3 separate regions of the Mus musculus genome follow, and regions 1 and 2 are each linked to region 3. Evidence: chromatin contacts called from public HiChIP or PLAC-seq and promoter capture Hi-C data. All regions are on one chromosome and are shown on one strand. Each heading gives the region's core, a stretch centred on a gene start, on an enhancer-like site or on the middle of the called end of the contact. The rest is flanking DNA. Distances are from core to core; before and after follow the strand shown. Region 1 holds the start of Zfp948 (zinc finger protein 948). Region 2 has its middle 19 kb from the start of Zfp52. Region 3 holds the start of Zfp677 (zinc finger protein 677).

The links. HiChIP or PLAC-seq counts read pairs in DNA pulled down with a chosen protein or histone mark. Capture Hi-C pulls out chosen DNA fragments and counts their contacts.
Region 1: a contact with region 3 is called in a promoter capture Hi-C map of adipose tissue. The contact joins the promoter of Zfp948 here to the promoter of Zfp677 in region 3. A contact is called at or near these places in 11 of 39 promoter capture datasets (the 3T3-L1 cell line, the C10 cell line, cranial neural crest and 6 more), 1 of 15 datasets of contacts at CTCF or cohesin (the NIH/3T3 cell line), 2 of 484 Hi-C or Micro-C datasets (nephron progenitors and uterus), 2 of 115 datasets of contacts at active chromatin or transcription factors (effector CD8 T cells and memory CD8 T cells) and 3 of 9 other capture datasets (adipose tissue, liver and pancreatic islet).
Region 2: an H3K27ac HiChIP or PLAC-seq map of regulatory T cells shows a contact between it and region 3, with 3 times the contacts expected there. The contact joins the enhancer-like site here to the promoter of Zfp677 in region 3. A contact is called at or near these places in 3 of 39 promoter capture datasets (hematopoietic stem and progenitor cells, macrophages and pre-B cells), 1 of 15 datasets of contacts at CTCF or cohesin (the NIH/3T3 cell line), 16 of 484 Hi-C or Micro-C datasets (CD4 T cells, CD8 T cells, the G1E-ER4 cell line and 10 more), 14 of 115 datasets of contacts at active chromatin or transcription factors (CD8 T cells, bone marrow-derived macrophages, effector CD8 T cells and 10 more) and 3 of 9 other capture datasets (adipose tissue, liver and macrophages).

The regions. Positions count from the first base shown.
Region 1 is chr17:21,565,667-21,569,190 of GRCm38.p6, forward strand. It overlaps Zfp948 (zinc finger protein 948), which reads left to right and starts at 1,312. Exons shown (of 6, transcript NM_001002008.2): 1 at 1,312-1,579; 2 at 3,383-3,461.
Region 2 is chr17:21,514,417-21,518,159 of GRCm38.p6, forward strand. It overlaps a transcript of Zfp53 not described here. Among named protein-coding and RNA genes, the nearest start is that of Zfp52, 19 kb to the right of the region's middle. Within about 2 kb of position 1,930, at least 421 of the 459 cell types and tissues checked have an H3K27ac peak or open chromatin away from gene starts, as enhancers often do. A contact at or near this core is called in CD8 T cells, the G1E-ER4 cell line, the HL-1 cell line and 23 more, where this site is marked.
Region 3 is chr17:21,381,790-21,385,603 of GRCm38.p6, forward strand. It overlaps Zfp677 (zinc finger protein 677), which reads left to right and starts at 1,959. Exons shown (of 4, transcript NM_172486.2): 1 at 1,959-2,231.

The DNA.
Region 1 (3,524 bases), core at 62-2,561, 180 kb after region 3:
ATCAAAGGTGTGCGCCACCACACCCGGCTTAGCACCAGCTTTTAAACACAGGTACACACAGAGAAACTCTGTCTATAATGAATGGATGAATAAATACCCCCCCCCCTTTTCTATTATTAGATATATCACAAACACAGACACACACACATGACAGCATTGTGTGTTTCTGTGCCCACTTCAAATACTGCCACTCTCACCTCCTACCTCTTCACTATGGTCCACAGTTCCAACAGTCACTCTACTGTGTTCATCTCCATTCATTTTTGCCTGGGATCACTGAGATGAACCAGAGTCATTTGTGAGACCTTGCTGGAGTCTGATGTGCTCAGTATAGGATGACAACTAAAGGCAGTGATTCTTCTACACTCTATCCATAGCCAACATATAGAGAGCTGTTCCACTTCCTAGACTGACTGTGGTCTTGTGTGAGGCCAGTGCAGGGAAGGACAGTTGCTGTTGGTTACTGATTACAATAGTTGTATGGGATCTAGAGGATGGTGTGTCTTAGCCCTTTTCCCTCTTTCCCTTATTTCCTAACCTACTCTTCTTCCTCAGTGTTCCCAGAGCTGGAGTTGTTATAGAGTAACAGACTTTTTTATGACTAGAACCACGTACTTTACTTTTTTTTTTTTTTTTTTTTTTTTGCGACTGGGCTAGCCAAGAGTCTGCATCCACCAGAAATCTGTCATGAGAAAAGAGCCTCGTGAATGACTCACAGAAGACAAATGCCTTTCTGAGTTAGTAAAATGACATCTAGTGGTGAAAGCAGTACAGTGCGGGATGACTTCAGCCCTATGCTGATGACAAAACGATGACTACTGACTTCTTTAGACACCTTTCTTTTTTTTTTTCAAAATCCAAGTTCTTTGAATGTCTGTACCATAGTCAAATTTTCAGAATTTGGTATTGGCTTCCTATGTTTGTGTGTTGGGAATGGGACTCTGGCTTCTCAAGTTAGCCTGTTATTGTTTGGTATGAAGTATGTGTCCTAGAGGCTAGTTTTAGGCTATTTTGCATCTAAAGGATTCAGTACCCAGGATGGGGATCAGATACCGGGGTGCAGCGTCCTATTAGGCCCAGTTCTGGTCTAGGCAGACAGTGGCCACTGGGAGGCTGTGCATAGCGGGTCCGAAGCAGCCTGACAGCTGGAGCTGTATGGCAGGAAGCCTGAGACAAAGTGGGAGGGACGTGTTCGCGGGGCAGGGATATTCACCCAGAAACATGGTGGAAGGTTGTTAGACATTAGGTGGGGGTGGAAAACATAGTGTTCCGAGTGGGAGGAGTATTCCCAGTGGGAGGAGTTAGGGCAGTGACGTGAACGGAAGCTGGAAACTGGGTGTGGGAGGCTGGAAACGTGGGACGAAGAACCAGAAGTGTCAAGGACCTGTCAGGTCCAGAGCTCGCGGCCCTGCCCCGTGGGGAATCGCGTGGTTCAGACCTGGGGTCAGAGGACACAGAGGACTTCGTGGGAAGCTAAAACTCCAGGCAGCCGCGGGTGCCTTGCGGGGCATCCTGGAGGAATCAGCAATCAGTCGCAAAGCGGCGAGAACCGGAGCCAGGCGGCCCTGGAACCGCCCAGGTCAGAGGAGCTGTGGGGTTGGAAAAGGGCGGGAAGGGAACAGGGTGTGATCGGTTTGTCTTCTGCTTCTAAGGAACCTGGCTCGGGAATTCTGCTGTAGATGTCTTTCTTCCCTTGTCGAGAACTTTTAGCTCACATAAATCGGACTAATCCTGTTTTTTTTTTTTTTTTTTTTTAAATTGACTTCTGAATGCCAAATGTTCCTATTAGAATACTGTAGTAGAATATTTGAATTTATGTATTGATTTTTGAAAACCAATTCTGTTTGTTCAGGTTAAAAGGAAAAAGCTCTTGAAATTTACATTCATTCACTCTAACTGGCCTGTTTTACCAGGAGACTTACAGTGACTTGGCATCCCCGGATATCTTTTAGATACTATATATAAAGGAGTGGTTGCAAATAATCTGAAAGAATATTTTATTTTTGCAAATTACATAGGTATGGTTGTGAACATTAACATTTATAAGTAAACTTTTATTTCTCATTATTAATTTATTTACTTTACACTTCTATCGCAAACACCACCCCTCCCCCCACTTCCTCTCCTCCCAGTCCATTCCTCCTGCTTCTCCTCCACCAATTTCCTCCTCCATTTCTCCTCAGAGAAGGGGAGGAGTCCAGTGGCTCAGCCAGTCTAGTTGCAGTAGGACTAGGCTTATCTACCATTGAGGCTAGACAAGACTGCCCAGTTGGAAAAGGAATCCAAAGGCAGACAACAGAGTCAGAGACAGGCTCTGCTCCAGTTGTTACAGGGCCCACATGACAACTAAGCTGCACATCTGTTACAGTTCACAGTTAGAAAGGACATTATAAGCACAAATCTTTAATCCCTATCTTGGGAAACAGGCAGGTAGGTCTAGAAGATCCTTGTCATCCTGGTATACAGACATGGTTTAAGGACAGTCAGGGCTATGGAGAAATCCCGTCTATTGGAAACGGGAGAAGAAAAATGAAAACACGAATGAAACGTATTGTTGTAAACTATAAAACTATAAAGCGTCTTTTGAAAAATTAACTCTTCTATATTAGAAAAATGTCAATAGTAGTCTTTTGTCTCCTTTCTAGTAAAGGACTCTATGGACATACAACCAAACTGTAATTTTTTAGTTCTTTTGTTTGCTGTGTTTGATCCCTGAGCCCATTCTGTTGCTACATCTGGACTAAACTCACCTTGTAGACCAGGCTGGAGTGGAAGTCACTGAGTTCCACCCAACTCTGTCTCCTGAGTGCTAGGATTAAAGGTGTGAACCAAGACAAATATTTTTACTGCTGTTTTGTACTTTGTGGTCAGTTCACAGCCACTGGTGTGACTGTGGACTTCTTCAAGAAGGAGGGGCAATGTCAGGACCATGCTGGGGAGGCTTTGTACAGAGACTGGATGTTGCAGAATTACAGCCGTCTGGTTTGTATGGGTGAGAATAGTTTGCTTCCAGCCTCCCTTGCTCCTCCTCAGGGTTTTTGGTGTTTTATTTTGCAAGCTTTTGGGGGTATAAGGATTTTTAATCCCTTTGGGGGTATAAGGCGTCCATCATTTTTAGTCCAGGATAAATAACGACCTCCCTAGTATATAATATTCTCATCCATATCATTCCATTTCATTTTTGCCCACCAGCTTTCACTGATCTATAAATAGAAGTGAGGTTCAACTTATGCTAACCAAAAATGCTTTCTAAATATTTTCAATATTCTGAAACTGCATGAGAATTGGGGGGGATCATTGTGCAATCCTCTCTTAACCTACTGATCACAGTACTATGTTACAAATCCAGGTGCTTTTTGAAGAATCACTTTCTCATGTACAGGGTTCGCTGATCACCCAGACCTGCTTATCTGTGGAAACCTAGAAGGTGGAGAGGGAGAACACAGTAGCTAAGGATCCAGGTATGTTGGAGGATTGGTGAAGGGATGGTAAGGGATTCAAGTGAATGTGGAAGTGGGACATGA
Region 2 (3,743 bases), core at 680-3,179, 130 kb after region 3:
TAACTTGAAATAGATGAAGTTCCAGGTGCATATAAGACACCAAATGTAAATAACATGAAATAAATAATATAAACAAGATGATAAGTAGTCTTACACGTGTTCTCGCGACCGGCCAGGAAAGACGCAACAAACCGGAATCTTCTGTGGCAAAAGCTTTATTGCTTACATCTTCAGGAGCAAGAGAGAGAATGGCGAAACCCAGTCCCTTTTAAGGAGAATTATCCTCCGCCTAGGACGTGTCACTCCCTGATTGGCTGCAGCCCATCGGCCGAGTTGTCGTCACGGGGAAGGCAGAGCACATGGAGTGGAGAACTACCCTTGGCACATGCGCAGATTATTTGTTTACCACTTAGAACACAGGATGTCAGCGCCATCTTGTAACGGCGAATGTGAGGGCGGCTCCCCACAAAGTAGCAATGTGACTTAAGCAATTATAAAATGTAACCCTGAAATTAACCCCACAATTAGATCGACAGGATTCTATCAGAACTGCAAAGAAGAGCTAACCGCAAAGCTACTTAACATTTAATACTTCTTGAAACACACACAAAAAACAAGACTTCCTTACTCTAACTATTCCTTTACATTTAACTAAATAATGATCATGGTATGGTGGAATGTCTCCCTCATGGACAAACACACCAATTAATTATCAAACAAAAATCCCACCAGATACTGGTACAACAACAAAAATTCCACACTCATGTGGTCTTTTCAAAGAAACTTGAGCTGGGCATGGTAGCACATACCATTAAACACAGGATTACACAGAAAACCTTGTCTACATTCAATAAATGAATGAATGAGCCCCCATTTCTATTATTAGCTGTTTCATACTCATATGAATATATACACAGAATGTGTGTGTGCATATGGGCATATCTAATACTGCCCACTCTCACCTCCTACCTCTCCACTATCCTGGTCCACAATTCCAACAGTCACTCTACTGTGTTCATCTCTATTCATATTGCTTGTGATCCACTGAGATGAACCAGAGCCATTTGTGAGACTGGGTTTGGAGCTATGTATTGGAACCTGATGTGCTCAGCACAGGATGACAACTAAAGACAGTGAGTGACTCTTCTACAATCTATCCATAGCCAATGTTTGAGAGGTAAGGGGAGCTGTTGTTCCCTTTCCTAGACTGACTGTGGTCTTGTGTGAGGCCAGTGCAGGTAAAGACAGCTGCTATTGGTTACTGATTACAATACTTGTATGGAGTCTAGAGAATGGTGTGTCTTAACCTTTCCCTTATTTTCTAACCACCTCTTCTTCCTTGTTCCCAGAGCTAGAGATGGGGTGGTGTAGCTGACGTTTTTAGGCCTGGGAACACATACTTCACTTATTTTCTGCATCTGCGACAGCCAAGAGGCTGCATTCACCACTCCATTTAAAAAAAAAAAGGAAAACAGAACGTTCTCTTTTTTTCCTCTCAAAGCATCGCTGTCACAGAAGACTTAAATGACAAGACCGCCATCTATTGGGGAAATCAGTACAGCGCGGGATTAATTCACCCCTAGGCTGTTGCAAAGGCCTTACCACTTACTTCTTTTCAAAATCCAAGTTCTTTAAATATCTCTCCCCAAGTTCATATTTCAGTATTTTGTTTTGGCTTTTTAATGTTTGTGTGTTGGGGATGGGACTCTCGCTTCTGAATTTAGTCTATTATTGTTTGGTATGAAATATATAAGCCAGAGGTTGGTAGTCCAGTGGAGACGTTAGGCTGTTTGTCTTTTTTATAATTCACCTTACCCAAATCAGTTCCCCAGTCCCTCGCAGCTTTTCCCCTCCCCGCACCCATTCTCCTCTGAGAAGAGGGATTCCCACCACACCTGTATTCACTAGCGCCCCCCAGCCCCTCCCGCCCAGCACATAATCACTGCAGGACTAAGCATATCCTCTCTGACTAAGGTCAGACAAGGCGACTGGGTTAGGGGAAGGAATCCACAGGCATTCAACTAATTCAGGGACAGCTCTTGCTCCAGTTTTGGTGGTGGTGGGGCGGGGGTGGGAGCTGTCGTTTATCTAAAGGGTTTAGAACCCCGAGTGGGGCTCAGATACCGGGTGGAGCGTCCTTCCAAAAACACTTGTGGTCGGCGCTCTCACAAGAGTGTGTGGAGGCTGTGCAGAGCCGGAGCAGCCTGAAAGCTGGAGCTGTGTGAAAGGCAGCCTGAGACAAAGTGGGAAGGACTGGTCTCTGATGGGGCGCAGATGCTCACCCGGAAACATATTTGGAGATCGGAGATCCGGAAGCACATTGGGAGGATTTTCGACTTAATGGAGATGTGTAGGGGAACTGTGTAGAGTGTGAGGAATTAGGAGAAACACGTGGGTGGAAGCTGGGACGCTAAATTACTGAAGTTTGAGAAGTTTTACCTAGAGCCAAAGCCAGAAGTCGCTTCGACAGGTTTCCCCCGTGCACGCGGTCCTGCACCGTGGGTAATCGCGTGGTGCAGATCTGGGGTCGAAAGATACGGTGGACTTGGGGGAAACTAAAATTCCTGGCTGCCGCGGGTGCCGCGGGTGCCGCGGGGCATCCTGGGAGAGTCAGTCAGCAATCAGCAGCGCAGCTGGAACTGCAGCCAGGCTACCAGAGCTGCTGGGCTAGGAAACAGGAAGGAGCAGTTTCTTTTCTGTTCCTGAGGAAGCTGGCTCTGAAATTCTGCGGTGGATGTCTTCCCTTGTGGATACATTTTAGCTCATATAAAGTGGAGTAATCCTGGTTTTTGTTTGTTTGCTTGTTTTTTGTTTTGATCTTCTGATTACCAAAATATTCTTATTAGAATATTCTAAGAGAATATCAGTTCTCTTTGTTGAGGTGAAACGGACCAAGCTCTTGGAATTTACACTCATCCACGCTAACTCCCAGGGTATATATATATATACTTAGTGACTTGGCATCCCTGTAGAACTTTTAGATATTAGTCATGTCTGAAAAGCACAAGAGGCAATGTACCAGTTTTTAGGTTTTACATATTTTTCTGTTTTCTGTCTGATGCGGATATATGCATTCTGTGTTTGGTGACATGCACCCTTCTTGATCAAGGACTTTTTATCTAACGGACTCTTTACCATTTCCTAATACTCTCTGCTTTGTATGTTAATACTTTTGACTTTTCTGTCACTACTATAGTTATGATCACTAGCCATCTTTACTGAACCCCATATTCATGGCATTTAAAGAAATCTTTCTCAATATTTTTTATCTTTAGATATGAAATCTTTTGTAGAAAATATCTTTTAATATCTGCTGTCATTTTTCTTTTTTGCGTAGTGTAGTCTGTTTACCTGTTTAGTATAGGGAATATTAATTGAAAGAAGTTCATTTGTTATTGTGTAGGAACTTGAGTATGGACACTGACTGGGTAGAACTGGAATCTCTTTATATTATATATCTTTTATATCTTATGAACTTTTTAATATGTGCAGAGCTTTTTAATATGTGCACATTTTCCCTTCCAGCAGATGCTGAGCAAAATAAATAAGCAGAATATACTTATTTATTGATTATATTTTTATTTGCTTTTAAATAGATTCTGGATTTTAGTCCATTATTCTACACTATACTATACCATATATAATATAATATAATAAATATAATATATAGATACTATAAACACATAAAGTAAATATATCTGCTGGATAAGCTATCTCTTCATACTTAATTTTACTATTTCCCTGAATTTTAAATTTTTACATAGTATATTTTGTCAGTCAGTTCTTATATCAAGTGTTGCCTA
Region 3 (3,814 bases), core at 709-3,208:
GTAACAAAAATCCTCCCACCACCACCACCACCACCACCACATAAGATGACCAGAGGAGCAGATTGACAGGAGTTTAGCAAAACTTCAAAGAAGATCTAACCACAAAGCTATTTAAAGTACTTCTTGACACAACCAAGGAAGACTTCTTGACAGTTTTATCTGATATAAAACCATATATGATACAACTAAAAAGAAATTACAGACTGATGTGGTCATTTAACGTTTGTAATTATTGGCTATTTCACACATGCAGACATGCCCACACAAACACGAACACACAGTGTTTGTGCATGTGTCTGTGTGTGTCTGTGTGTGTGTGTGTGTGTGTGTGTGTGTTCGTGTGTGTGTGTGTGTGTGTGTGTGTGTGTGTGTGTGTGTGTGTGAAGTGCTGCTCACTCTCATCTGCCACTCTGCTATTCTAGTCCACAATCCGAAAAATTCTCTGTTGTGTTCATCTCTAGTCATATTACCTGGGACTCACTGAGATGAACCAGAGCCATTTGTGAGACTGTGTTTTTAAGGGCTATGTCCTGGAGCCTGATGTGCAGCAAGTCTAATCCTAGAGCCTACACATACCTGTGAATGTATTTTTCCTTCACCAAAGTGATTGGTGTCTCCGACACTTACTACTTTCATCTACTAACCTAGGTAGGCCTAGACCTGGATGCTTCTAGCCTCTGTACAATCCAAGCTAGGCCTAGAATATATTCAGCTTCTGAGACTTGCTGCTGAATAATCTCAACCATTTTTAGTTTTTGTTTTTGTTTTTGTTTTTTTCTAATCTCTTGCTGGCTGGTTCTTCTCAGCTGTTCTGGCTCAAGCTCTTCTCCAAACTCACTGATTCAATCTAGCTTTCTCTCCTTCTTGGCCTCCACTGATTGCCTCTACTTGGCTTCACACTAATTTTGGGAATATGTTCTGATCTTCTGGCTCTTTCTCACTCTCTGGCTTGTTCTTTCTTCACCTGTGTGTAGCTTGTTCCCTCTTCAACCTGTCTCTGTAAAACTCTCCTGATAAAAACTGCCTCCTTCCTCTCTTACTGCCCCTTACATATCTTCTCTTTCCTCCCTCTTCTCATGAGAGTTGGGCATATCCTATTTTGTCAGATCTTTCTCTGATTTCTCACTATGTCTACCCACCAATTAGACATCACTTTCAGACAAGGGAGCTTCCTTCCACAAACTAACTTTACCTTCATTGTTTGGGATTAAAGGGGTGTACTAAGGGTGTGTTTGTATTCCAGCCAGAGGGATTAGTGTGTGTTAAGGGCAGAGCTACACGATAGCACAATCCCAGATTCACAGTGTGATCAAATATCCTGCAACACTTGGACAATATCTGAGGGGAAAAGTGTGCCTTTTAGTTTTCCTAGATTGACTGTGGCCTTGTGTGAAGCTAGTACTTGTAAGTACAGTTGTTGGTTACTGGTTACAATCATATGGAGTCTAGAGAATGGTCTTTCCTTTTCTTTCCCTTATTTCTTAACACCTCTTCTTCCTCAGTATTCCCAGACCTATAGATGAGCTGGTTTAACGTCTTTTTTTAGGACTAGAGCTATATGTACCTTACTTGTTTTCTGCATCTGGGACAAGGAAAATCTCTGGATCCACCAGAAATCTGTTTTACCTCACAGCACCTTTAGCATGAGTCACAGAAGACAAACTTGTTTCTGAATCAGTACTGACAAGACCACCATCTAGTGGAGAAAGCAGTACATCGCGGGATGAATTCAGCTCGGGACTAGTAGCAAAGGGCTGACCACTGACTTCCCTCAATCTTTTCAAAATCTAAGATACTGATATGACCCTCCCTAAGGCAAAAATGCCTTAAGGAAAGACAGCCAGGGCTGGGGTGAGAGGGACTGTCTTCCACGGGGACGGGCGGGGCCGCTCACCCGGAAATAGAAGGTGGATGTCCATTGGGTGGTGGTTGCGGAAGTGTATAGAGTGGGCGTGGTTAGAGGTGTGAAGTAAAAAGATGGTACACTGAGTGAGGCCAGACAAGTTGAGCTGAAAAGGCTAAGTCCAAATGGCGAGGGCCCATTACCTGAAGGAGCTGTAGGTCTGCATCGTGTGAGATCGAATGGTGCGGAGCTGAGTATAGAAGACACAGGTTGGGGTCCTGTGAGGACCCAAAAACTCCCCTATGCCGCAGATGCCTTGAACATCCTGGAGTCAGCAGTCTGTGGCTCAGCCGGGGAACCGTAGCCCGGCGGGTCTGGAACCTCCCAGGTCAGAGGAGCTGCGGGGCTGGGAAACTAGGGTCTTGGTGGTGGTTATCCGGGGGGCGGGGATACTGCCTGGCCCAGTAAGAGGGAGAAAAGAGAAAAGTTGAGTGGAGTCTACAAAAGTAATTAAGGAAAAGAAAGCCCCGTCCTTTCCTATGTTTGTGGGCGCCACGTGACCAGAACCGGGGTTGTAGTGGGCGGGTTTAGAAGAGCTTCTTTAAAGATCAGAGCCCCAGTGACAACAACAACAACAACAACAACAAAAGGAGACACAGTTTCCTGGCTGCAGCCTAGGAGAGTCAGCAGTGCAGCACAGGAAAAGACAGCCAATCGAACCTGGAGCTTCCCAAATGTTCTTATTAAATAACCTAGAATATTTGAATTTATCTGTTGATATTTCAAATGCAGTTCACTTTGTTTAGGTGAAAAGGACAAAGCTCTTGAAATTTACATTCATCCATCCTAACTCTCCTGTTACACCCAAGGACTTACTTGGTGACTTGGCATCCCTAGAGAGCGTTTATATACTAGTCATAAAAGCAATGGCTGCAAATATAATAGAATCCAAAAGTGTGCACTAACACAACTGTTCAAACTGTAGGTTGTTGTTTTGTTTTGTTTTGTTTTGTTGTTGATACTTGACAGTGGTGTGACTGTGAACTTCTTCCAGGAAAAGGTGGAATGCCTTCTGAAAGGTCAGAAGGTTTTTATATAGAGACTGGATACTGCAGAATTACAGCAATCTGGTTTTTGTACGTGAGAATACTTTGCTTGCTCTCTCCCTTATTCATCTTCAGGGTCCTGGAAAACAAGTGTGCATTGTGTGATCCCTGCATGACAAAGTCTTGCTTGGTTCATGCTATATTAAGAATCTCACAAGTGTATAGTGCTGTCATCACAATCATTGAGTTCCATTTCTTCCCGTCAGTTTTAACTGAGTTGTGATTGAATGTGGGCTTCCAGTTATGCTAAATGGAAATGAGTTCTAAATATTTATATCACTATAAAATCCTCTCTTTATCTACTGAGCACAGTACTGTAGTAGAAATCCATGTGCTTTCTGATGAATCTCGTTCTCATGTACATGGCTCACTGATCACCCACATCTGCTCACCTGTGTAGCAGAACAAGTGCCCTAGAACATTAGAGAGACAGGAGACAGTGGCTAAAGATCCAGGTATGTTGGAGGATTGGTGAAGGGATGGTAAGGGATTCCGGTAAATGTGGAAGTGGGACATAAAATCAGTTTTGCCACATTCTGTTTCACTAGAAATAATTTTGGAGACTTCCACTGAGAAAAATCTCCTCAGGATTATCCTATTGTAAAGATGAGAAGACTTTCTACAGAAGAACTGATCTTAGGAGGCAATAAACTTTTACTTGATTGTGCATGTGAGTGATGCTGTCCTTATTCCATGCACATCACTGATCCAGTCTACATTCATCAGTATTAAATGGTTTCCACTTCAGTGATTTTAATGTATTATAAAATGATGAAAATTAATACCTCTAGGTGTATTTATTGTTTTGTGATTGGGGGCTTTGGTATTATAGCACATTCTCTAACTTTTAGTGTTAATTTCTCTA